Regions from separate parts of the Mus musculus genome. Here regions 1, 2, 3, 4, 5 and 6 are each linked to region 7. A link is a contact called in public Hi-C, HiChIP or PLAC-seq and Micro-C data. All regions are on one chromosome and are shown on one strand. Each heading gives the region's core, a stretch centred on a gene start, on an enhancer-like site or on the middle of the called end of the contact. The rest is flanking DNA. Distances are from core to core; before and after follow the strand shown. Region 1 overlaps Stk39 (serine/threonine kinase 39). Region 2 holds the start of Stk39 (serine/threonine kinase 39). Region 3 overlaps Stk39 (serine/threonine kinase 39). Region 4 overlaps Stk39 (serine/threonine kinase 39). Region 5 overlaps Stk39 (serine/threonine kinase 39). Region 6 has its middle 180 kb from the start of Scn7a. Region 7 holds the start of B3galt1 (UDP-Gal:betaGlcNAc beta 1,3-galactosyltransferase, polypeptide 1).

What was found. Hi-C and Micro-C count contacts between places; a contact is called where the count stands out from the background. HiChIP or PLAC-seq counts read pairs in DNA pulled down with a chosen protein or histone mark.
Region 1: a contact with region 7 is called in an H3K27ac HiChIP or PLAC-seq map of embryonic stem cells, with 5 times the contacts expected there. The contact joins the enhancer-like site here to the promoter of B3galt1 in region 7. A contact is called at or near these places in 11 of 115 datasets of contacts at active chromatin or transcription factors (craniofacial prominence, embryonic basal ganglia, embryonic forebrain and 8 more).
Region 2: a contact with region 7 is called in a Micro-C map of embryonic stem cells, with 2.6 times the contacts expected there. The contact joins the promoter of Stk39 here to the promoter of B3galt1 in region 7. A contact is called at or near these places in 5 of 39 promoter capture datasets (cranial neural crest, hippocampal neurons, liver and 1 more), 4 of 484 Hi-C or Micro-C datasets (the N1E-115 cell line, embryonic stem cells and stem cell-derived neural progenitor cells), 6 of 115 datasets of contacts at active chromatin or transcription factors (astrocytes, embryonic forebrain, embryonic stem cells and 2 more) and 1 of 9 other capture datasets (embryonic stem cells).
Region 3: a contact with region 7 is called in a Hi-C map of cerebral cortex, with 7 times the contacts expected there. The contact joins the enhancer-like site here to the promoter of B3galt1 in region 7. A contact is called at or near these places in 3 of 484 Hi-C or Micro-C datasets (the N1E-115 cell line, cerebral cortex and forebrain) and 9 of 115 datasets of contacts at active chromatin or transcription factors (astrocytes, craniofacial prominence, embryonic basal ganglia and 6 more).
Region 4: a contact with region 7 is called in an H3K4me3 HiChIP or PLAC-seq map of embryonic forebrain, with 7 times the contacts expected there. The contact joins the enhancer-like site here to the promoter of B3galt1 in region 7. A contact is called at or near these places in 1 of 39 promoter capture datasets (neural stem cells), 19 of 484 Hi-C or Micro-C datasets (the AtT-20 cell line, cranial neural crest, embryonic fibroblasts and 9 more), 18 of 115 datasets of contacts at active chromatin or transcription factors (the 230-238 cell line, acute myeloid leukemia, embryonic basal ganglia and 9 more) and 2 of 9 other capture datasets (embryonic stem cells and pancreatic islet).
Region 5: an H3K4me3 HiChIP or PLAC-seq map of forebrain shows a contact between it and region 7, with 6 times the contacts expected there. The contact joins the enhancer-like site here to the promoter of B3galt1 in region 7. A contact is called at or near these places in 1 of 39 promoter capture datasets (neural stem cells), 1 of 484 Hi-C or Micro-C datasets (embryonic fibroblasts) and 13 of 115 datasets of contacts at active chromatin or transcription factors (the 230-238 cell line, SST interneurons, acute myeloid leukemia and 10 more).
Region 6: a contact with region 7 is called in an H3K4me3 HiChIP or PLAC-seq map of the 230-238 cell line, with 9 times the contacts expected there. The contact joins the enhancer-like site here to the promoter of B3galt1 in region 7. A contact is called at or near these places in 7 of 484 Hi-C or Micro-C datasets (the N1E-115 cell line, cerebral cortex, cochlea and 3 more) and 16 of 115 datasets of contacts at active chromatin or transcription factors (the 230-238 cell line, astrocytes, craniofacial prominence and 11 more).

What each region holds. Positions count from the first base shown.
Region 1 is chr2:68,295,838-68,299,634 of GRCm38.p6, forward strand. All of the region lies in intron 14 of Stk39 (serine/threonine kinase 39), which reads right to left. Among named protein-coding and RNA genes, the nearest start is that of Stk39, 170 kb to the right of the region's middle. Within about 2 kb of position 2,399, at least 8 of the 459 cell types and tissues checked have an H3K27ac peak or open chromatin away from gene starts, as enhancers often do. A contact at or near this core is called in embryonic stem cells, where this site is marked.
Region 2 is chr2:68,470,210-68,473,597 of GRCm38.p6, forward strand. It overlaps Stk39 (serine/threonine kinase 39), which reads right to left and starts at 1,772. Exons shown (of 18, transcript NM_016866.2): 1 at 1,425-1,772. The coding sequence starts at 1,668. Gm13596 (a long non-coding RNA gene) reads left to right here and starts at 2,755. Exons shown (of 4, transcript XR_866392.3): 1 at 2,755-3,388.
Region 3 is chr2:68,256,542-68,260,072 of GRCm38.p6, forward strand. The region is part of intron 16 of Stk39 (serine/threonine kinase 39); the gene reads right to left. Among named protein-coding and RNA genes, the nearest start is that of Stk39, 210 kb to the right of the region's middle. Within about 2 kb of position 1,325, at least 18 of the 459 cell types and tissues checked have an H3K27ac peak or open chromatin away from gene starts, as enhancers often do. A contact at or near this core is called in cerebral cortex, where this site is marked.
Region 4 is chr2:68,365,122-68,368,389 of GRCm38.p6, forward strand. Stk39 (serine/threonine kinase 39) reads right to left here. Exons shown (of 18, transcript NM_016866.2): 8 at 953-1,086. Among named protein-coding and RNA genes, the nearest start is that of Stk39, 110 kb to the right of the region's middle. Within about 2 kb of position 1,815, at least 31 of the 459 cell types and tissues checked have an H3K27ac peak or open chromatin away from gene starts, as enhancers often do. A contact at or near this core is called in embryonic basal ganglia, embryonic forebrain, neural progenitor cells and 2 more, where this site is marked.
Region 5 is chr2:68,319,446-68,322,690 of GRCm38.p6, forward strand. All of the region lies in intron 10 of Stk39 (serine/threonine kinase 39), which reads right to left. Among named protein-coding and RNA genes, the nearest start is that of Stk39, 150 kb to the right of the region's middle. Within about 2 kb of position 1,461, at least 44 of the 459 cell types and tissues checked have an H3K27ac peak or open chromatin away from gene starts, as enhancers often do. A contact at or near this core is called in forebrain, where this site is marked.
Region 6 is chr2:66,964,687-66,967,982 of GRCm38.p6, forward strand. No RefSeq gene overlaps it. Among named protein-coding and RNA genes, the nearest start is that of Scn7a, 180 kb to the left of the region's middle. Within about 2 kb of position 1,520, at least 3 of the 459 cell types and tissues checked have an H3K27ac peak or open chromatin away from gene starts, as enhancers often do. A contact at or near this core is called in the 230-238 cell line, where this site is marked.
Region 7 is chr2:67,563,861-67,567,515 of GRCm38.p6, forward strand. B3galt1 (UDP-Gal:betaGlcNAc beta 1,3-galactosyltransferase, polypeptide 1) reads left to right here and starts at 1,829. Exons shown (of 6, transcript NM_001379327.1): 1 at 1,829-2,174.

The sequences.
Region 1 (3,797 bases), core at 1,149-3,648, 730 kb after region 7:
TGTGTGTGTGTGTGTGTGTGTGTACCTCAAATAGGAAAAAAAGTTATATACCTTTAACTTAAGAGAAACATATTATTTCTCTACCACTAGAGTTACAGACACCTAAAAATATTCAGAGCTAAAGCTCAAAAGCCCATGTGTGTCATCCAATGCAGAAGATGGTTTGGAGAATTTTAGATTGAAGTTACTCTGGAGAGCTTATTTGAACCACAAGGGTCCTTGACAATATAGACTTCATCATTGTGGTCAGAAGAGGATGTAACAAGCACAGAGAAGCATCCAGCTGCTGGCATAGGACTGGACAACACAAGAAACATCTAGAAATTGGGCACAATGGGAAAGAAAGTATCCCCGCAGACCTCCCCACACACAGTGAGCTTCTGGCCCACACATCTGGGAGAGAACCAGGCTGTGTTGTCTTAGGTTACAAGGCTTGCAATAACCTGTAATGGCAGCAATGGCAGATGAGAACCAAGACCGCCCAAAGAAGTTCACTGGTCAGCTGAGACTTCCCACACACAACCAGTTAACTGTATAAATTTCACCAAGAAGGACAAAGTATTCTAGTGAATAGAGGATTGCAAAATGAAGTGGAAATTATACTCCAAGAAGTCTGCTTCCGCTGGGAAAGAAAAGTGAATACACAGAAGACCCCCAAATGAGATATGCTTGTTACAATTCCAAGACCCAATATCTGAAGAAGAAATCTTACCCACCATTATCTCGGGGGATATGGTAGCTGAGAACAGAAATAACTTTGCAAACAGTCTCTAGAATAATCAGCTCCAATCAAGGGGACAGATCCTAAGAGTCAACCGCCCCTGGTAAAACTGGGGGGAATTTTTAGACTGTTAAAGAGCAGAAGGTTACCTTAGCAGCAGCTAGAAGGGTAGAATATAAAACAGGAGAAGGGAGAGAGACTCTGCAAGAGCAGCAGAAAAGAAAAAAAATATGTATGAAGGCATTTGTTGAAATTTCAGGATGTTGTCAGTCAAAGTATCAGGTGATTAACACTGACTTAAATGTCACCCAAACTTCTGAAGGTGTCTCCTATTTTTAAGATGTGGTTTTGCATGCAAGGACATCAAAAGGCTTTGTAAGAGTGGAGCAAGAGCTCATGGAAGACGTGTGAATCTCAGGATGTGACCTACCCCAGTTCAGCATGAGAGACCACCTGCTAATCATGTGGTCGGACTGACAGTGGAATCATGATAAAGCAGGGCATCCCCTGCTCCATGCATCACTGTGATATTAGGGCTCTGTTCCTGGCACCAACTGCTCATGCAACATGGCACAGTGCATCCCCTGAAAAGACCGAGGAAACTATAAATGTGCATGAAGGATTCTACTTTTTAGCTACTTAAAGGTCAAATAAGTACAGTGCGTTAGAAGAGCATAGCTTCAGTTTTTTTTCAATGAGAAAAGAGGGGATGAAGAGTATGGTTCTGCTAGGTGTCTTAGTGAAGAATTCTATTGCTGTGAAGAGATACCATGATTATGGCAATTCTTATAATTTATTGGGGCTAGCTTACAGATTCAGAAGTTTAAACTGTTAGCATCATGGTGGGAAGCATGGCAGAACACAGGCAGACATGGCACTGGAGAAGGAGCTGAGAGTTCTACATCTGGATCAGTAGGAAGCAGGAAGAGAGAGAGAGGCCCTGGGGCTTGGCTTCAGCTTCTGAAACCACAAACCCCACCCCCATCCCCCAGTGACACACTGCCTCCAATAAGGCCCCACTTATTCCAACAAGGCCACATGTCCTAATACTTTCAAATAGTGACATTCCTTGTGAGCCTGTGGGGACAATTTCATCTAAAGAAATGATAGTGCCACACTGGGGAGCACACTGTCACAGAGAAGTCTGGAGAAGGAAGCATATTTTGCTGCTTCTTTAAAGAGTAAGCATTTGCGACTAGAGGTAGAAGAGGCACTAGATACCGGTGGAAACACTAGGGGAGAAATCCAAACGGAGTATCCACATTAGATGAAGGATGCTCAAGCATGCACACACTCAGTGTGGCTTCTCTGCTATCTCCCCCACAAAAAAGGTCATCAGACTCTACAGTACCGACTCCAGACTTATTTTAGATGCAAGTATTTAAAAGAACAAAGGATAGAAATTATACACATGTACCAACCTGGCTGGAGATTTTTATGGCTCATATCTAGTAACTGTGTTTTGGGCTGTAATATAAAATACCAAAGTCCAGCTTGTCCGTGTACAGGACAGACAGCATCACATGGTTCCTGCCCCAGGATCACAGCCTCCAAGGGTGTTGATGGCTGCTATGCGCATAAGGCTTGTTTGTGTAATAATGTACATGATTCCAAGTTCCTCCTTTGAGGACTGTCCTTCTGCTAAGTTTAATGACTCCATGATAATCAATGACAGCATGAGTCCTGGAGTTGAGGATGTGGCTAATGCCTCAGCAAAATGGTAAATGCTGAGACCTTCAGGGCAGTCTATAAGGCTGTGGGAAAAAGTTCTGAAAACTGAAGTTCAAAAGTATATAACTTCTCAACTATGTAAAATATAAAAATGCAATATGATTTCTCTAATGAACAGGAGCAGCTGTGTTATGAGCCAGCTTGTCAGAAAGATACTAAGGAAAAAGATGAAGAGATTTAGGGAGTGGCGATCACAGGGCAAGATTCCACCCAGCTAAGTTTTTTCATTTGCGCTTACAGAGGCAGGTGGATCCCTGAGTTCAAGGTCAGCCTGGGACAAAAGGAATTTAGGTCTGGGCTCCAACTTGGTAGGAATGGTAATTTCAGGGTGGGGTCCCACTCAGTTAGCTTACCCTCTGTGCTTAACAAAGGCAGACATATCTCTGAATTCTTTTGCAATGTTTTTTTAAAAAATGTGTGTGCTGTCGTCTTCTAAGAATCAAGGTGTTAAGGTCTTGGGATGCTGATTCATGGAATAATCAAAAGAGAACCTGGGGTAATAACTGAATTAATATGTAAATAAAAGACTGGGCTTCTGACCTACAATAGATGAGCTATCCAGAGAGTTTTTAGAATAGCCAGAGAAAGCTGTCTCAATACACAAAGGGAGAGCAGTCTGGCAACCCATGATTTAACTTCAAGTCGTCTGTTTGCCAGTCTCAAACATCCCTCCCTCAGAATCCCTCTCCAAGCCAAGAGGCTTGCCTTGGCAATTAAAAACAAAGAACTGTCCATATAAGCAATCCTGTGAGTCACGATATAAAAATTCAGTAAATGTGTCTGTTCTTAAGAATCAATTTTTTCTGTGTGTGAAATGGGGAGCTATATAAAATACTAAGAACTCAGTCAATTTCCCATCTCTTTCAACTATCAAACCCTGCATGGCAGCTCCTAATACCCCAGGGTGCTCCAAGAAAACCAGGGCAGGACTGGTTGGTTATAACATGTTATTTAGAAATTACCCCCCGACCCCCGCCACCGCCCAAAGCAAAACTTCAAGATGAGCCCCAATCTCTGTGTTCATCTTCTGGTGAGCAAATCATGAGTAGGGCATCATCCATTTCTGCAGTTTGTCAGTACAGGCTCTTTAGTTAGATCCTGCTGCAGGACTCAGCCACACAATGATGTCTGCTGCTGCAGGGATGTTGGCATTCACAGATAACCCATGAGCCACAACCAGCTCTTCGAGGGCCCCATGTGCTCTGACTCTGACTCGGTTATATAAGTAAAACTTCAGTGCAAATGTGATTGTTTTTTCCTCAAGCATCAATCACTGTTGCACAGTATAAGCAATATGTAATATATAATGTATGTACAGTGCTTGAATGTGTAAATGTTTGTGTGT
Region 2 (3,388 bases), core at 522-3,021, 910 kb after region 7:
ATCCTGACAGAAACGTCAAGATCCATCCCTGAAGAGTCTTTAGCTAAAAGTTATGAAAGATACTAGGAGAATTTTGTCTATAAATGTCTATAAAGACTATAAGCAGCCTTTGCATACCAAAGTACATAATTACTACACATATACACATTTCTGCCTATCAAACACACAAATAGATACATACATATATACATATATATGTATGTATATATTTATGTATATTTATGCATTGCTGGAAGTCTCATTCACACACGACATAAAAGGGGTTCCTTTGAGTGTCTAGTGAAATTATATTAATTATGTTAATTATAATTGTTCAAGGGAAAAATAGAGAAATCTTTTTTAAATGAAAGAAAAAGATAACTTGAATTTCCCCCCGTCCCCATCTTTAAATATCAAGATTATGAGCCAGCAACATCCCCAGTCCAGAGTTCATAAGGTTATATGATGGGGCCCACTTTGCCTGGCAGCATCGGTGAGGCACAAAACTTCTAAGTGAATGAACCTTTAGGTAAGGTTCTAAGCTAGAGGACACCACAAATATCCTGGCCCTACACGTGTTTGGCTCAAAGAAAAGTAACGCGGGCTTCTTGCCTTTCGACTTTGCCAGGTATTTAAAAATGTAAGATAAGATGGTATTAGTGAGCTGCCTAGGAGACACCGAAAGGCTGGGCGCGGATCGTGGACAGCCTCGAGTTTCACCCCAGCAGATCCTCCCGGAGCAGGGCAGAAGGCCAGCGCGGCCGCTCACCGGCCCCGGGGCTGGCAGCAGGCGGCGCGCCCGCAAGGAGGGAGGCAGGTACCGGGCGCACCGCGCGCAGAGCCGGGTTGCAGGGCGAGCATGCGGCGGCTGTCAGAAGAAGGCCAGCATCCTCCCTGGTCTGGGCAGGCGCCTGGGCCTCTGCCACTACTACGTGGCTGGGCTACCCACCGAGAGGTCATGGCAGGAGGCAGAGGCGCGGCTGCGCCCGCAGGGTCTCCCAGGACGCGTTTCACCCAGCACGGCGCGGGGGCGCGGAAGCCCAGGGCGGCGCCCCCGCATCCCCACCCCGCCCAGGCAGCCCATCCGCGTGGTCAGCGGCCACGAGCTGCGGCCCCAGGGCTCGAGGGGGGAGGAGGATGCGGCGTTACTGGGTTCCAGCTCCGCCGCCCCGGCGATCCGGGAGATAAAAGTTTGCAGCCTGCAGCTCGTCTGCAGTGCGAGTCACATCCGCCGCGCCACCTCCTGCAGCAGCCGCGCTCAGGGAAGGAAGGGACAAATTAAAAATTAAAAAAGACAATAAAATAACTGTTGAAGCCGGTAGGCCCCGAAGCCGGCCGCTCTGCCTCTGGGCGTGCAGGCAGGCAGGAGAACCGCATCCCGCACCCACTCCCGCCCAGTCTCGGCGCCCGGCCTGGACCGGCCCCGCAGCACCCTCCGCACTGACCGATAACCTCCTGGAGCTCGTACGCGTCCCTGCAGATGGGCCAGCCGACCGCCTGAGCTGCCGGGGCCGGGGCTGGAGCAGCAGCTGGAGCCGGGGCCGGGGCTGCGGACGCCGCCGGAGCCGGGGCCGGGGCCGGGGCTGGTGCTGATGTCGCGGCCGCCGGGGCCGTCGCCGCCGCCGCTGTCACCGGGGCCGCCTGCTGGGAAAGCTGGACGTGCACAGGCGAGCCGCTCGGCTCCGCCATGATGCTGCGGGAGGAGAGTGAGGGGACGCGCCGGCCGGCGGACGACCTTCCACTTGAAACTTCCCTAGCCTCGTCGCCCACACCTCTCGGCCGGCGCACGCCCTCCCCGTCCGCCGCAGCCGCCGCCGCCGCCGGAGCCTGCCACGAGGGGAGGGAGCCAGCCGGAGGCCGAGCGGGGCGGAGGGAGGAGGCTGCGCCGCGGAGGCGGGGACGGGAGGAGGCGGCGGCCGCCGCGCCCGCCGCGCGCCCCGATCCTCGCGCGCACGGTGCTCTCAGCGCCGAGGGGAACCGCCGCCCCCTCCCGCCCTGCTCGCCGCCAGGGAAGTTTCCACGCGCTGGGAGCCGGGCGGCTTCGGGGGGTGATTTCGGGGCTTGCCCCGCTCCCTTCCTGCCCTGCCGCGCCTCCGCCCTAGACAATCGCACTCTCCCGAAGAAGCCCCCCTGGGACTCCGAGGGCGGGGTCGTTGAACGGCTGCCAGATTCTCAGCCTGCTAACTCTCCCCGAGCGAGCGAAAGAACCTGGAGTTCTTTTACAAGTTAGCGAGGGAGACACCTACCTACACGGCGTCGGTTTTGTAGGACGCCGGTTAAAAAATAACCCAACTTGTAACTTTCCGGCGCTTTACCTGGCAGGAGCCCTTTCGCACCTTGCCTAATGAAATCGCCAGTGCTGCTCTGAAATGAAACCCGACTCCCTAAATCCCCGGCTTTCTCTTTTGTTCAAAGACACTTGGACCCTAGGAAGGTGATGTCAGGGGCAGTGAAGTTACAAGAAGTAGAGAGGAGAAAGGAGTGTAACAAAATCAGAGCGCAGGCCTAGCATGCTATGGTTCTATCCCCAGCACTTTTTATGTGCTTAAAACCATGCTCGGAGGTAAAGTGCCAGCTTAATACACTTAAGGTCCTTGGTTCGATACCAAGTACAAATGAATACATAAACAGTCACATTAACCCTTTAAGACCCTAAGGTCAGACAGCAAGTTTCTTGACAGAACACTATGAACCTACTGGGGCATAAATTAACTGCAATGGAAAGTTTTGAATAAATGCTGCTTTTTCAACACTCCCCAAATTACCTCATCTTTAAAATAGCTGTGGCAAAACCAGAGATTTTTCTAATTGCAGGTGTCACATTTGAATGTTCAACTCTCATCCCTCACAGAGGTGACCACTATTAAAAGATTCTTGTCTCAGGCTGGAATGGTACTCTGACTCAATAGGCGTATTCGTTATGTGGCTGACATTAGGCTGGCTGGTTCTCACGAGACAGCCAGGCTTGAGAAAGAACAAAGCACAGGAGAGCCATGAAACTCTTAAAGGGATAAAAATAAAAATCTCCTTAAACTCTTTAAAAAATAATTCAAAAGAAACTTAGACATTTGCTAGGAGAAAAACCAGTTGTCTGGCAAAAGCAATGACGTTAACTGTTTACTTAACCTCTTAGGGCACTATGGGACAGATGGATAAACTAGCAACTAGCATGACTTGCTCAAAGAGCTAATATTTATGCTGCTAAGAACTTGTATTTCCTTTTGTGCAGATATACTATTTTTTAAAAAGCCAGCATATTTGTTTTAATTTATGTCAAGAAATAGACTACTTCATAAACAAACTCTAGGCCTCTGATGAACAGGGCAGTTATCCCAAGTCACTGGTTACCTCTCCCTGAGCTGCTCCCATTTCATCCAAAGAACTTTTAAGGACTGCTTTTAAAGGAAAA
Region 3 (3,531 bases), core at 75-2,574, 690 kb after region 7:
AACGTGTATTTCTTTATCCACCATATTGAGTGGTAAGGATGAGAGAGAGCCCACAGCTGAGAAGACAGGTCCCAGCACCAGAAGCACAGCATGAAGAGAGGCGGGCGCATGCCATACAATGATAAAACCCCACGCTCTGAGGCTCCACACGTGTGTCTTCCAGCTGATGGGTGTGAAGGGCTGGCAGGGAGCAAGCATTTCTGCAGACTCTTACAAAGGAAGCCGATTTTACATGCAGTCCTGCAGAAAATGAGTCTTTCAGAAAATAATGAACAATATCTCTCAAAGTCCTCAGCCAACTTACAAGGACATATATGTATTTTCAAATAGGCCATATCTATTTATTAGTATTAAGTATTAAATTTTAAAAAACATTATTTTCATAAAACATTATTAAAATAAGCTTCATAACATCCTGGCTCAAAATGTGTCAGTAATATTGCATAAAATAATGCAGAAATATGTCTCCCCTTTTAGAAATAGACATTCTAACATCTGCTTTCAAAATCCACCTAAAGAGAGCCCAGGCAGGGTGGCAGAGAACCCTAGTGACAGCAGTCAGCAGGCTCACACATGAACCGGCCCACCCGCCTCCAGTCCTCAGCTCGGGCATCTGGCCCCTGGCCTCTGCACTGAGTCTTGCAGGCTGCCTGCCGGTGGTGGGCAGCTTTGAGGAGCACTGCATTCTCCTTACAAACCCCATTCCTTTATCCAACTGGTGAGATACCAAAAGCCATTAAAGAAAATGACAAAGACCTTGCACAAGTCCAGTGCAAAATTTAGAACTACTTTTATAATACAGAGAAAGCCACGTGGCTCTGCGTAGCCACCTCCTAGGGAGACTTCTTTTCCCATGGGTAACTAACTGATCCTCAGGGGTGAGAGGGGATTTTTCTGAGTTCTCCCTATCAGTTTTCTTGGTAATCCTCTTTAAAATAACTGTAACGAGGACTCCGCTCTTGTCTATTTACATTTTATAGCCAACCTAGGCAGACAAGATAAGCAAATTTATACATGCATATCATCTACTTTCTTTTTGCCTCACGAATTTACTTTTTTAAGCAACAGCCAGCCAGAAGGCAGTGCTGTCTTCTGCATGTCTATTTACACAAGGCCTGAGAGTGTTGCCTGCTTCTTGCCTAAGGTGGTGTTAACTTTAAACATAACAGGGGTGGGTTTATGATTTCCACCTACGAACAGTGCATAAATTTTGCCCTACCCTTGTTCTCCATGAAAGCAGCCTTTCTGGGCTGTACAGCGGCCTTCCTTCAATCCACACTGTGCCGTGTGAAGCTTTGCGCTCTCCAGGCAGCTTACCCCACAGCTAGGTAATCAGACTTTTGTAATGTGTGTTTGCTCTGCTGTAGTAAAAGCCATGGCACCCACTGCTCCATGCCACGGGGCACTGCCTTTTTCAGCTCTTTCATGCTACCGTAAGCATTTTGCCCAACTCAAAGGAGAAACGCTGATGGGAAAAAACAGATTTTTAATCTATTTAAATGTTAGCTCTGTTATATCACAGAAGCTGAAGAAAAGCGAATGAAAGGCTATTTTATTTTCTGCGCAGCCTCCCTCATATAAACTTAGTTCATTTTGTAAAGGCTACTTGAATTTTACTATCTTTAAAATAAGATTCTGAACATGCCACTATAATCTATTCACTATGATTCTTTTCTGATGAAAAGGTTCTGAGATAGCTGTAGCTCCCAGAGCAGAGCTACAGACACGCGTTTGTGGGGGAATTCACTTCAATCAAAGCACTTCAGCAGTGATCATGGATCAGCCCAGAGCACAGATAAAATCGACTGCCTTTAAGAAACTAATGTTTAAGCCGGGCGTGGTGGGCACACCTTCAATCCCAGCACTCGGGAGGCAGAGGCAGGCAGATTTCTGAGTTGGAGGCCAGCCTGCTCTACAAAGTGAGTTCCAGGACAGCCGGGGCTACACAGAGAAACCCTGTCTTGAAACAACCCCCCCCAAATAAATAAATAAATAAAAATAATAAATAATAATAATAAAATAAAATAAATAAAAAAAAGAAACTAATGTTTAGCTTGGTGTGGTCAAGCACACTTTTAATGCCAGTACTTGGGAGGCTGAGGCAGGTGGGTCACAAGCTTGGGGTCAGCCATAGTGAGATGTTACCTGATAACTATCTAGAAATAATAAGTGAAGGAGAGAGGGAAGGAGGGAGGGAGGGAGGGAGGGAGGGAGGGAGGGAGGGAGGGAGGGAGGGAGGAAGGGAGGATGGGAGGGAGGGAGGGAGGACTATGTTCAAGAAGAAATCCTACAAATAGTAACATAATTGAAAGGCATAAGATGCTATATATGAACAGACAAAGTAGAAAGTATGAAGCAATGAAGACAGAGCCGGGGAAGGGGAGTTAGGGAAGGCACTTTGGCAAAGCACCCGGAGACACAGGGCAAGCCTATGTGCACGTTCAGAAGGGCCATCCTGGAGGGCAGGCAAGTGTAGTTTGCTGGTGTTACAGGCTGGTGCGGCTGGCAGGTGTGTACGTGGTAGAGAGAAGAGCGGTGGGTTTGAAAAGTGATTGGGACATACATGGAAGGGGTGCACGCCACTGGTCCCTGGGTGGAAACACATTCCAGGGTTTGACTGAAGCATTAGTGTAATCTGGTCAATTTTTCAGTTGGGATGTGACTCATACACAAGTGTGTCCTTTGGAAGTTCATGACTCGGTGGTTTGGGGGACAGTCTCGAGATTGCATATCCATTACTGCTCTGAATTCCAAAGTATCCATAGCATCCAAGGCAAACAAACCCTCAGAGCCTCTGCATCTTACTCCTCGCCTGAGCTGGGCACTGTGAGCAGCTTTCATGCCTGGGACCAGGTGATGCTTTATGTCTGATCTAATTCACTTACCCATCTCTAGCTGACGGGGTTGGGGGCAGCAAAGGCAGAATCCGAGATCCCAGTAAGGACATGAGGGTGATAACTGGGCTGGGGAACGAGAGGGACTTAGCACAGGGTGTTACGGATTAAACGTGAAATGGTCCTCTCCAGGCTCACGTACTTAAATACCTGATCTGCAGCTGTCGGAGGAGGTCGCACAACCTTTTGGATAACATCTGTAGAACGGAGCTTGAGGGCTTCCACTGCCCTAGGGCTGAGAACTCTGCTTCCTGCTCTCGACCACATGTACCAGCATTCCCCGAACACTGACATGCCTTTCATGCCAGGATGGACTGGACTCTCTCAAACCAAAACGAACCTTCCCTTCATTACACTGTTTTTAATGATTTTGGGGGTTTTGTTTTGTTTTGGTCACTACAACAAACACGGATGAGAACTGAGTCAACGAGGAATTCTAAGATGCTGTACACATTCAATTTGGAAATTGGGTGTGAAAGAAAGAAAAGTCAAGGACAACTGTCATGTGTTGTCATAAAAGCCTAGAGACAGATCAACGTCACCCTGAGACAGAAAGACCACTGTTGGGTGGTGGGGAGGAAACACCAAGATTGCAGTTTGGAGCCTGAGAATTAAATTTCAGATATTGAATGTCCTC
Region 4 (3,268 bases), core at 565-3,064, 800 kb after region 7:
AGTTTAAAAGCTTAATCCATTGAAGAATTTATGACTGGAATAAAGCAGTGCCTTATAACAACAGGGTCCCATCCCTGAATGGGGAACTTTCAGAATATTATTATTTATTATTATTATTATTATTATTATTATTATATCTAAGCAAAACATCAGCACCTTGGGGAACGTATGATAGACTATCCAGGACTGTTAGAGAGATGCCAAATCTATACAAGGCATAGGCTTGCCGCTGATGCGCAGCACTAAAACTCTCCTGTAGATGATAAAGGGTTCTGGGTTCCACTGTCTATGCCAGGGGTATTTCAAAGTCCCGGGATTAAAAAGGAAGAAACAGATTCAAAATGACAGTTGTTCCCGTGCAGGGCAGTAACATTAAGACTACAGAGTAAACACTAAGTTCATTTAAAGCCATTTGCTTCCGCTCACAGGATTAATCTTTCTAGGTAAACTTTCATCTGCTGCTAATCTGTTAATGGCACAGACAACTTGTTCTGCAACTAAAAGGAAGCGCATGCAAAATTCAGTAACTTGGCCTGGTTTAGACTGGAGCTAGCCGGATGTCCTGGGAGGTCAGCTCAGCCTACCTAGTGCAGGTTGCAAGCTCGGCTGCCCTCGCCCCTGCCAGCGTCTTCTGACATCTGCTTTGTCACTTTCTCTTGGTGACAGTACCTACTTGCCTACCCCAAGCAAGCAGGATCAATTCTTCCTCCACCTCCATGGCTTCTTCTTCCCCCCTCACCCTCCTCCAGTCCTGCCCCCTCCCCCTAGTGCTACACCGGCTTCTCCCCCACCCCCACTCCCCACCCCCCACCCCCCCCCGCAGCCTCAGGCTTCCTCCCACTAACAGGATGGTGCACAGAGGCCAGACTTAATGTAGGTTCTTCTCATCCACAAACACAGCTTTGCGGAAACTCAAAGGCCGGCACTCGCTCCCACTCCAAAAGTGGCATACCTTTTGGAAGGATCTTTCTGAAGACACAGTGACAGTAACTTTCTGAAGGACTTGCCGTATTTTTTCATCATTTCTTTATCCTCTACACCAGTTTCTAAAGTGGGCGGGTCATTTTGCAAAGTCAGCATTAGCACCTGCAGCCAAAACAAAGGAGGAGCCGCCCTCTGTTGAATGACGGTGGAAGTTTCAGCGTTTCCACACAAAGCACTGCAGACGTGCTTCCCCCATGACTTTAATGGTCCTAAGGTCGCGTGCTGAAAGGGACACACTTTTCCTAGCATATCTGCCCACGCCCTCCTTATCCTTTGGGTTATTCTCAATGACAGAACTTATAAAATTTGTTCTGTGCGTTAAGAATGGTCTCTCAAAGCCACAGGAAAAAATCTTTCCTGGGAAGTCGCTGGCTCTCCCGGGACCTCAGGGAACACGTAGCTGCAGCACAGGCTGATTGGGAAAGAGTGGTGGTCAGGAGACAAAGGGACATTCAAGTGTGAAGGCCATTCATAAGCAAAGAACCTGATATACTCCCCCCCCACCCCCCATCCCCCACCCCCCCGCCCCCGCAACATATCAGCAGCAGCCCTAAAAATAAAGCCAGGGCTTCCCAGGAGGTAAAGGGAACACAACATGAGAAAACTGCTATAGGGGACTGGTTAAAAAAAATGAATAAGATACTGATGGTCGGGATCATAATCATAAGTTACAAAAAAAACTAAACAAAGTACAGTTTCAAGTCAAAAAGGAAATAATTCAACTTTCACACTAAGCGGAGCATTTATTTAAAAGCGAGTAGACTGTATAGCATGCTATTGACCTACAAAATGAATGAACCTCCTTAATGCATAAATCAGGCCTAATTTATGCAAATGCTCTATGTGTCAAGACTCCTTTGGAAGACTTTGAGGCGTGTGAATAGATGGATGTTAAAAGTGACTGTTGTCTGTGAAGACAACAGCCAGAAGGAGAATGTGGCTTCCTGTGAGCTCCTGAAAGAAGTTCCCGGTGAGCGACAAGCTGGGATTAACAAGTGCCTCTCCAGACTCATGTGGGAAAAACAGGGGAGACCGGGAGACAAAGAAACAGAGAACATAAATGATGGATAAAGGATGAGGTTCTCGAGTTCCTCTGGTATATGTTCCATTAAAAAAAAAAAATCTCTTCTATGTTTTACATGTCAACGTCAAATTTTCTGCTTAAAAAAGATCATCAAGAGGTGCACATACATGCATTGAGTATATCATTGACATTTTAACTATATTAAAATCTTAGACAGAAATAGGCATAAAACAGGGTGTGGGGCGTACACTCAGCAATACTATCTGCTCTGCCTGAGGAAGTCCTGGGAAAACCATTAAAAAAAATAGGGTTTATTTTTTGTTTTGTTTTGTTTTGTTTTGAAGTAGGAAAGTAACACCACTAAAACATTAACAGAGATCATTTGTTCTTTGCTCTTTCTATTGGCACTATGAAGTTTCCTACAATAAGAAAGTACATGGAGGTGCGGGTGGGGGTGGGGGGCGGGGGAGTTTGGAAAACAAACAGGGTTCAATCCCAAACCTCACATTCCCTAAGCACTGGCTCTATCCCTAGGCTCCACCCCCACTGCACATTTTATAAACACCGCTAGAGTTAGTGGATCTATTTATGAACAGATTTCTGTCCTTTTAAAATTTCTAAAGACGAAAAGTTGAAAAATAAAACCAGCATAGACCAGAGTTTTGATGAAACATCTTCATCATTTGCCCTGAACAACGGCAGCCTCAAGACAAAGTCTACTTGGGGGAAATTAGAAACGCTGCCGCTATCTCAGAGGTAGAGCAGATAGGAGAATAACAAAAACCTGAAAATAGTACCCAAAGTATATGGTGCCTCAAAACACCGTGACTCACTCCATCAGATGAGCCACAACACCACGCTCTGGGCGCGGGCTCAAAATGGAATAGACGATCTTTATTTTCGAAAGAAAAAAGGAAGCAGCCTGGGACCCATCTGCAAATGGAACAGCCCTCACTCTAATACACTCTTAGACCGTGCTGGGAGACCTAAGATCATCCTGCTCTTTCAGGAGTCGGTAAGGCAGAGGCAGGCAGCTAGCTGCTCGACACTGCACTGAGGCAGAGCGCCTGGCATGCACCAGTTCTGTCAACTCAGCACTAGAGAACGTGAGTCAGCCTTCAACTTGGCCGAATTCCCCCGAAAACCCTCACAAGTCTAAGCAAAAAATAAGCATGTTCAGGAGATCTGAAGAAGCTATGCCCCCCCATCCCCACCCTCCACCAACCCATCACAGTCCCAACCCTACGAGTCTCCCCAGCG
Region 5 (3,245 bases), core at 211-2,710, 760 kb after region 7:
ACATTCAAATCTCTTGAGATTCTGTCCTGACAATACACTTTCAGGACTCACTCTCCACTCTATCCCTTTAGACACACCATAGCCGGGGTGTATAAAAATTACATTCTTTCTTGCCTCTGCTAACTCAAACTTGCATGACACGTACTTTGACCTGACTTGTCTGTCCATGTTCTCAGATACTCAGGAGGCTATGTCAGGGAGACAGATACCTGAAGGCCTCTGTGGGTTATGAGTTCAAGGGCAGCCTGGGTAACCTAACTGGAGTCCAGCACCTTTGCCTGAATCTGACTGATTTTTGTAAGCTAGTGCATCTCTCGGGGCTGACAGAACGAAGCAGACTCGAGAAAGCGCCGCTGCTAAGCCTAGGTCAGGAAAAAACAACGATGTGGCTATATACCCTATACGTTCATTCATGGAACTTCACTGTAGTCACGTAAACACTTGTGGCCAAGGTGCTCAGGAACCACACAAGCATCCTGTGTGTGTTCTGCAGGTTCTGGGCTACCAAACAGCTTCAGGAAGCCCATGCAACCACAGCTCTACGAGGCCAGACAGCAACAGGCCGAGGATTTCCCTAACTCCTGACCCTTGGGAAACAGGAGATCTCCAAAAAGAACTGCTGCTGTCTGAAGCCACTCTACTTATGGTCATGTGGCACACAAAAGGAATAATCAAGGTAAGGGCTGATAAGGAATTCATTCAATTCCCTTTCCCCTTCTGAACACTGTGACTCTTTGAAGATGAGCAAGTTGCATTTGTTAAGTCCCACTATGCCCGACCACAGACCTGACCGTACTTTACTTCTCAAGTAGCTTCTTGCAACTGTAGATGCGCTGGGTCTAAAATAAATCCCATTTTAATTCACACTTACAAATTATTTCCATCTGACCATGTTATTGCACATTAAAACATCAAGAAGGAAAAAAAATAGCTTATTGCTATTAGGCTGAGATAAGCCACTTCTGCTAAATTTTGGCCCTTATCCTCACTGATTCCTATTAACACCTTTTAAACTCCAGCTCGCACTGCCCTGAGAAAACCTAGCATCCCTATCTCTACAGCATAAATCGCAGCAGAGCCGGCGATTAGAAAAGCCTGGGAAGATGTTGGTAAGTTAATAATGGGTGCTTCCAAACACTGAAGGACACCTAGCAGAACTTCCTCATAAACCTGTAGCGTGTTCTACTGTGAAAATTAAAAAAATAAATAAATGCTGCTGTTCGTGTAGAGACAAAAGAATTTTGTAACTTTGAAAAGCCAACATGAAAGGGTAGCGCCTTCAAAGAGAATGTAGGGAAGTCTTTCAAAGAGGCAGCTCAGAACAGAGAGGCAATTAGACTTCTTATTCTGTGTTAATCCCATCAATTTCCCTATATGGCATTCCTCCAAGTGAGGGTGACACAGAACAATGACAGCCGCTACCAGCCACGAAAGGAAGCAGCATCCAATTTTGCAACCATTGTCTTTGCGAACCGAGGCTTCTGCTGGAATGCGTGCCAAGCTGATATGTAACTTCAGCTAATGAAGAACAATGGGAACGCTCGGCCGTGGGGAGACAAATAACTCAAATCGGGAAGACACCCTTCTCATAAAGCCAAGGGAAAAGGAGAGAATAATGTTTGGCTCTGGCACAGAGAAGAAGCTGCCTGGATTCTGCAGCAAGTTTAAAGGGAACTCAATTCCACAAGGAGAGCTGGGGACTGAGAAAGGTGAGCCTGCAGGCTTACTGTAGCTTCCAGAGGGCAGTTCCCACTGTCTTGTGTCAACCTGGGTATACCGCAGTCCACAGTCAATCAAAAGGTAATCTAGGTGAGGCCATGGAAGGTGCTGAGTCTATGTGATTAAAACCCACAATCAAATCAAGGGAAGTTACCCCTGATAAACTGGCTGGCCTGATCCAATCAGTAAAAAAGCCTTCCAAGCTGGGCCAGGACTCCTCTGAAGAAACTGCCCCGGGCACAGCTTCTATCCTGCTTCAGGAGCCCAGCTTGCCCCTTGTGATAGGCGGCTCTGTGGACGCCAGCCTACCCTCAGCAGTTCCACAGTTGAATGCGCCCACTCTGTGTGTGTAGTAATTCTCTTTCTGGGTCTCCTACTGGTTCTGTTTCTCTGGCTGCTGCCTGACTGAACCATTTACTACACCTTACAACCACGTTACTGGGATTTACAAAAGGCAGGTACCCAGCAAAAGAGCGATACCAGTGCTGGCATCCTCTGGCTTTTTGCTAACAGAAACGGTTAGCATCCCCAAGTGGAATCCTTAAGGAAATGGAACAGAGGAAAGAGTAAAATGAGAAGTGACTAAAGTACATGAACCACGATAGCTTAGGTGACAGGTTCATGCTATGAGAAGACACCTACCAAGATTAGGGGCTGAGTCATTGGTTCAAATAAACCTATGTTCAAAGAAGACAGTCAACACTGCTACCTTGGTAAACCTTTCACCGAGAATAAGCTTTGATTAATGACAGGGATACAGTCTGGAGAGATATCCTGAAAGGACTGTAGCCATGCAGGGCCTAGTGAACATGACACTGGGCAAGCCTTGCTCTTTTCCCCAATTCCCTCTGTCTTGCTAAAAAAAAAAAAAAAAAAGGCGGCGGGGGGGGGGGGGGGGGAGTTAGATTATATTCCTAAAACGAGACACCACACCGAGGTCTGTTCTCTTATTTGGCCACTTCCTCCTCCTGTGGTGACCACCAAGGTCCAACTATCAAAGCATTGAAGTCCAGCAATCCAAAGCTCCCTTTGGCTCACCTAGTTAAGGTATCTGATTAATCCTAACGCAGGGTGATACCCTTCACCTTTATAAACTGCCATTTTCCTAAGGGCCATGCCGATCTCCTCTCTACCCAGCAGCACAAACACCCCTCCCCTCTCCCTCATTCCCTTCTCCTCCATCCTCTACCTCCTGTCTCTTATTCCCTGCCCTTTGTCCTTCTAAGGCAAATGAATCTCCTCTGTGCTGACAGCCTGGTCTTGGACTGTCCTGAGCTGACACTTTCATATCCTAAGGTATTAATTTGCTGGACTTGAAACTAATCCAAACCCAGAAACACATTAGATAGAAAACGGTCCCGATCTTATATTTCAGTCAAACAACCTGACCCATATATATATATATATATATATATATATATATATATATATATATACCTGACACATATACATACATACATACACACACACACACACAAACCTTTTATTCGAGACAAGGTCTCATGAAGCTCAGACTAGCTTCGAAC
Region 6 (3,296 bases), core at 270-2,769, 600 kb before region 7:
GAGCTCTAGTTTCCAGATGATAGCAAAAGGAAAAACTAACCTCTTAAGTTCCACCAAGGCAAGGTATGCGAATCCTTCATAATCCCTGCTTCACTTAAGGTCTGTCAGATGTTCTGGGCCAGAAGGCTAAAGATAGATGCTCCAGTGTTATAAAGAATATTGGGGACTGACCAGGCAGTCAGCTGCAGCTGTCTCTGCTTCTTCTGTAAACTTTGGAAGCTGTATTTCTGCTCTTCCTTCATACTCAAATAATATTTATTTCTTCCCAGGTCTTCTATGGGGTTGAAAAATAGTCATAGTCTTACTATAATCTTAAATTATTTAGGATTTCAAAAGATGATCTAAGCCTAAGAAAATGTTTTTAGTTTAATAATACAGATTAGGACAGAAAATGATTTAGGTACAGAGCTCTAAACTAACTAAGATAGGATAGAGGATAAAATATGTTATTTAAGTTGCCAATATAAATGGATTGGACATTATAAAGGTATAACATGCCTTATAGTTTTTAAAATTGCTATAGTCATATTTATTTTATATCTAAGAGGTAAAAGAGCCTTTTATTAGACTAAAAAAAGGGGAATTGTTGAGGTTTGGTCTTTTGCTCTGTATTGAAATGCTAAATGTTGTACCCTCAAGTACTCATTAACAAGAGAATCTGCAGGTAGACCCAAGTGACAGCATATGACCTTGCTCCCCAAGTTATCCCTGATTGATGAATAAAGATGCCTACAGCCTATAGCTAAGCAGAGTTGAGATAAGCAGGGTTTGGCATTTCCAGGTCTGAGAAGAACCATGAAGGAAAGAGGCAGAGGTGGGAAGAAGTAAAACACCATGGATTAGGTGAGTCATAAAAGCATAGCCATGAGGGCTGTCCAATTGAAGTTAAGAGTAGACCAGACAGAACATGGCAAATTATAACTTGGGATTATGGATAAGGAAATAGGACCTAACGATGTAGATGATAGATAATTAGCCAGCTCTTGTCCTAATTAAGGCTTATTATAAATATAAAAGCTCTGTGTCTCTTATCTGGTATAAGAATATGTCATGCCATGACACAGGGAACCTGCCAAGGTCCCAGATGCCTGAGAGCTGTGGCCTATATGAAGACAAGGATGGATGAGTCAGGGGAACCCTCATCCAGCCTGCCAGTGCCAAAGAAGGCCATTCAAATTCACAGAGGGTATGAAGTTGCCCTCGAATGACTTGGTCAGCCAAAATGGTGGCAGCCTTCTGAAAATCCTTACAGTTTCTTGAATCATCTCAAGAGGCATGTCTAGCGTAGAAGAGGATTTTCCCATAGGAAAAAAGATGAGAAAAAAAACTTAACTGGAAGACAAATACAAAACCAAATTTCAAAGACAGACCCAGCACTGTAGGTTAGACATCTCCAATGAGACCTGCCCAAGTCAGAAGGGGTAGTTTATAATTGAACCCTCTCTCCTGACTTGAAGAGCAATGGTGTGTCCAGTTTCTCTATTTTTGGAGGGAGGCATCAACAGAGGTCTAGACCAGACCAGAAACAAGGTCAAGCCAAGACAAACCAAGAAAAAGAAAGTTAGCTCCTCACAGAGGGACCAGCTGGCTTGGTGGTGTCCACACCTCAATAACTGAGGGGTGATAGAGTGTAGGGTATGATCCCAGATGATCCCCCTACATGTTGGGATCTAGGAGTCACCCACAGACCACACAGACTCTGGTCTCAAACAAAAAGATGGTGTATTGAATGCACACCCCAAGATTGATCTATCAGGGATGCAGTCTAGACTGAAGAGCTGAGACTGCAACCTCAAACATTTCCCAGGGCTAGTTTCTATAGGCAAAACCCACAATTAGCTCACATGCAGGTGCAGGGATGGTTGTGGGGTTGGATTGCTTTTTCTCAAGTGTTTTGGTATTTTTAGAAATACCAGTCCAGTCTGAAGTTTAATTTGACTGGTCCTAAGTAAAGGCTGCAGTTGGAATTTCCAAGAACAAACCTCAAAACATAACAGGATATGTGGTCAACTTGATCCTGTTCTGAGCCTAGTTATTTTTCTGTGTCAGCAGTCAAGCTATATTCAATGTCAGCAGTAATATGAAGTGGCTTGTGGTGCATGAGGCAAAATGGCTACAGTTATGCCAGGGAAGCAGGCTTCAATAGTACCAAGAGAAGTCACTACTTCTTTTCTACTCAACTTAACTACACTATAAGGAAATGATAGTCCAAATCATTAGGACACTAAAGACTTAAAAAAATGAAAAGTTCCTATCAGGAGCCTGATGAGTCATCTAATAAAGCTGTGAAAGTCAAGCAATGGAGACCTCAGGATGTTGGAGATGTCAGGACTATGAACATTCTCTGAGGAAAGCTGTAGGCATGGAGTGATGGATGCTTAAGAGAGGCTATGCATGTTGTGGAGTTGGAGGGGTAGTTGAGTTCTTCAAGTATTTGGAACCCTAACAATACCATCACTAGTTCCAGATGCATAACAGGAACTTTCAGCATCCCAGCTTTTTATTCCGGCTTTTGTCTGATTTTTTCCTTGCTATTCCCTTTAAAGTAGGAATATTTATCCTTTGATTTAAAATACCAATATTTTATTAAAGCATCTTATTTGTGTTTCTCTTCTAATGCTCACATATAAGGTACTGCTTTGATCTCAAAGGAAACATGGAGTTTTGAATTTTAAGCATTGCCAGGAATCTTTAAGTATTTGGGCTCTTCTGAAATAAGACTGAAGGTATTTTTGTGTTACTAGAAGCCATGACATCATGGGGAAATGAGCAGAAGGTTATTGTAAGATGATGATTTGAGTTCCCAGTTAACAAGAGGCGGAGTTGTGATGGTTAGTGTTAATTTACAATTTGACAGGATCTGGAATCACCTAGGAGACAAACCTCCAGGCACACTTGTAAGGCATGAACTAAATGAAGTTTGCCTGTGGTCATGCTTGTGGGAACTTATCCTGATTAGGTTAATTGATGGAAGATTTACCTTAAAAATGGGTGCCATTACTGTCTGGCTACATCCCAATTTAATCATGGTATGCAATATTTTTATTGTGCTACTAGATTTGATTTACTGAGGTTGTAAAGCCTTTATTTTATTTTACCTTTTTGCTCTGAAGGAAATTTTTACTATTGTGAAAGATAAAAAGAGAGTACATACTAATTCTTGTTGTGTTGAACAAGGCAATTGTCACCTGGGCTGCATTTAGATCAATGTATAAATCTGTGATAAGTGCTGGTCCTTTTAGTTACTATGTAATCATGCTCAGATTGCCACCTAGGACTACAGGTAGCAAGTAGAA
Region 7 (3,655 bases), core at 579-3,078:
ATATATATATATGTGTGTATGTGTGTATACATGTATATATATGTATGTGTTTATACACACACACACACACACACACACACACACACATATATATATATATATATATATATATATATATATATATATATATATATATTTTAAACGAGAAGCCATGTCAAGACCGTCATATTAAAAAGAAACCAAAGGAATAGGGTCTACATGTCAGCTTTTAACTGTAAAGAAATGGGATTACTGTCAGCACAGCCAGTTTGGAAAGGGATGGCCTAGCAAGATGGGTCAACTGGCTGAAGAGGAGGAAGGCACAGAAAACAGCAAAGGTCTGAATATTCTCTATACTGAAAACGTGGTAATAGTAGGCAAGTCTGTTGCGTAGTGAGCATCTTCTTTTTCTAAATGGTAACAAGTCCAAGAAGTTTGTGCATGGCTTGTTCTGGAAATCAAATAATAATTCTCACTCTGTCTGTCTGTCTGTCTGTCTGTCTGTCTGTCTCTCTCTCTCTCTCTCTCTCTCTCTCTCTCCCTCTTTCTTCTCTCTTATTTTTCTCCCTTCCCTCCCTCTCTCCCTCCCTCTCTTCCTTTCTAAAAAGGTAAATGAAGAAAAGAGTGGTGTTGATTGCAAAAACAATCGAGCCCCTTAATAACTAGCAACATGAATAACAGCATAGAAATAAAAAGAAAGGATCATACCGAGTAACAAAGTCATTTTTATCAGAAAATGATGTAGCTATGATTTTTTTCTTTTAAAAACACTCACAAAAAGCATTGTGAGGTGACTTTTACTGTCTCCATTGGAGAACAAGGGTCATTTGGAGACTGTCCCTTTCTTCTACAAGCCTTTGTGTAAACAGTTTTAATTTTGTTTTCCTTGTTTCTAGAAATTAAGTGCGGAAGCTTTTAAGTAGTCCTCTGGGCTGTTTTGATGGCGATTTTGGCATAACTGCACTGGAAAATTAAAATACTCTACAAGGAAAGATTATTAGTGTTTGAGGGAAAGATTAGGACAGGCAAGAAAGGTTTCTGTTTCCGTTTCCTATCAAACATTGTCACTTAATGTTCAGTCACATTCGCACACGAACTCTTAAAGCAAAACCTCTTGGATCAGTTAGGCTTGATGCTCTCCATATGAGTAAATAAAACCAACGTGCAAGGGCTAGGTAATTAACTAGCCTGCTCACACAGTCACTGTTTGGTTTCCTTTGGTTTTGTTTGGTTATTTTCCCGTAGTGGTTGTTCTGCGGGGTTGACGTTTCTATGGAGAGCAAACATGAAAGGTCCACTCTGCAAGGAACTTTGAAAAACGTTCCTCAATGTATCTCCTTCCTTGGACATCTCCAGGCTGATCACTAGTGGAGGTACCACTTTTCAGCTGCCAAACCTAGAAGGACGGGGGCGCTGTCTGGTGACTTTGCTTGCTTCCTTCAAGGCGGCGACCACCTCCAGGGATTCGCTCTCCAGTAGCGCCGCTTCTACTCGGGTCCCAAGACCTCTGCATAGTGATGCCAGGACACTGAACCTCCGTGCCAAGGCTCTGGGGACAGTTACCCGGGAGTGTCGGGTCATGCCAAGATGCTCTTCGAGGGTAGACAAAAAGCGCCCGGGGTCCACATTTGTGGGCCGGGCTTCTTCCCTGTGTCTTGGGCTTGGGCTTCGGGGCCCAAGTCCCCCACCCGTCGCCCCAGCCCTGCCTCCCCCTCCATCCCACACCCCAGCAGCATCCTCTCCCGGAAACAAGCCTGCTGAGCAAAGGCGGAGGCAAACCTTGGGCCTTCCGCTCTGATTGGTCTCCCCCCGCCGCGCGGGGCGAGGCGGCGATTGGCTGCCGGGCGTTGTCAGTCGCCGAGGCCAGAACCGTCGCCGGGGAAGCGCAACCCGGCTCCGGTGCTCCGGCTGCCGCCGCGGCTGCTCGGCTGGTGCAGCTGAGCGAGCCCGCGCGGGCGCCGCTGCCGCCTCCGCCGCCGTCCACCGCGCGCTGCCAGCACCGCGGGGCTTGCAGGAGGCCGCCGGGAGGGGCGGGCGCGCGAGCTGAGCACGAGGAGGCGGAGGCGGGGGAGAAGTGATGCTGGCGCCAGGGATCCGGGCAGCGGCAGCGGAGAATAAGCATCTTCGGGACCCCGGCTGCAGCGTCCCTGTGGCCCGCGGGCCAGCAGAACGGCCAGAGACGGCGCGTCCCGCGGGTAAGGTGCGGCTCTCCAGACCGCCTTGTAATCTTGGGGTGCTTACAAGCTCCTAGTGGCCGGAGCATCCGGACAAGGATGTTTGGGACCTAGACAGCGAGTTCTGCTGCCTGGCCAGGCTGATGCTCGCGCCGGTGCGGCTTCAGCTCCTGCCTTCTGGCTTAGGCAGTGACAGACTTTGACAGCGCGTGGATGGCATTGTGTGTGAGAGAGTGTGGGTATGAGTGTGCGCGCGCACACGCACGAGGTTTGGGGCACTTTGAAAGGAGAGGAGTAGGTCCCCTTTATGTAGACTGATGTCCTTCAAGGATCCGGGCTGGAATGAACAGGATGTTTTGAGCGCGCTGGGACGGAGAACTCGGTGCATTGAAAAGTCTCCTCTGGCATAGAAGGAGCCGGGCAAATTGAACTTTATTGCCTTAATGAAAAGGAGCCCTTGGGTCTAGCGCGCTGGGGGAGAAGCGCATTCACCGAGGCTCCCCAAAGTCTCACTTTACGCCAGGGACTTTGGAGCAGAAAGTAATGGTTGATCAGCCTTGCTGAAGCAAAGAGAAGTTGATAAGGGGCGAGGGCCAGAGGCTAGGCTTGGGGACTGGCCACTTATAGGTGGCAGAAACCCCGCGTGGGAGGCTCAGTTCACTTTTCAGGAGCGCAGATTTGGGGTGAAATGAATTCCACTCCAGAGGACTACGCCTTTGAGCTAAGGTGGTCGCAACTGGACAAATGGGCAGAGGTGGAGTGGTGCTAGTGCGGACATTGGAGGAATGTCCTGGAGCAGGCACTTCCTCCCTCGCAGCCCTGACAGGTGTGTCATCGTGTTTGGGACTGGTGTGTCCTGGGACAGATACTGGGAGAGCGGCTGCGCAGTCAGAAACTTCAAGCCTGCTGGGGTCTGGGCTACCAGACTTGGAACACGTTAATTCAAAGGGAACCAGGTTTTTATATCCAGCTTCTTCCAGGACATATGCTGATTTTTGTTTTTGTTCTTTTTGTTTTTCTTACATGTTCCGTTTTGTAAAGCCATTTCAAGTTCCACTTACACTGCAACCTTTCCGCAGAAGACCAATTATGCTCTGCTATTTCTGAGTAGTGCTCTCAGGCTGAGTCTAGAGCTCGCTGCTCAGGACAGTGATTCCCCCATCCCTGTATAGGACGCACAAACTTAACGTTAGAGACTTTTCTCTGGGATCTATTGTCTCCGTAAGGATCTCTCCTTTCGAAACTTCATGAGATATTTCAGCACCAAGGCACTTTCCCCTCTCTGGCTCAGCCCGGGAAAGACTGTGACCAGAGATGGGATTGCAGGAAGCTGTAGAGGTGGGGAGGGCAGCTCCCCTGCCTGGCAGGGTTGGGAAAACCAAAAACTGGCTCAACACAGGGATCTGGGATCTTGAACTGCCTACACCAATTTCCCTGTTTGAAGCTGGGTTATCTGTTGGGGAATCTAATGGGGATTCTGTTGTCCGACCACTGGACAAATT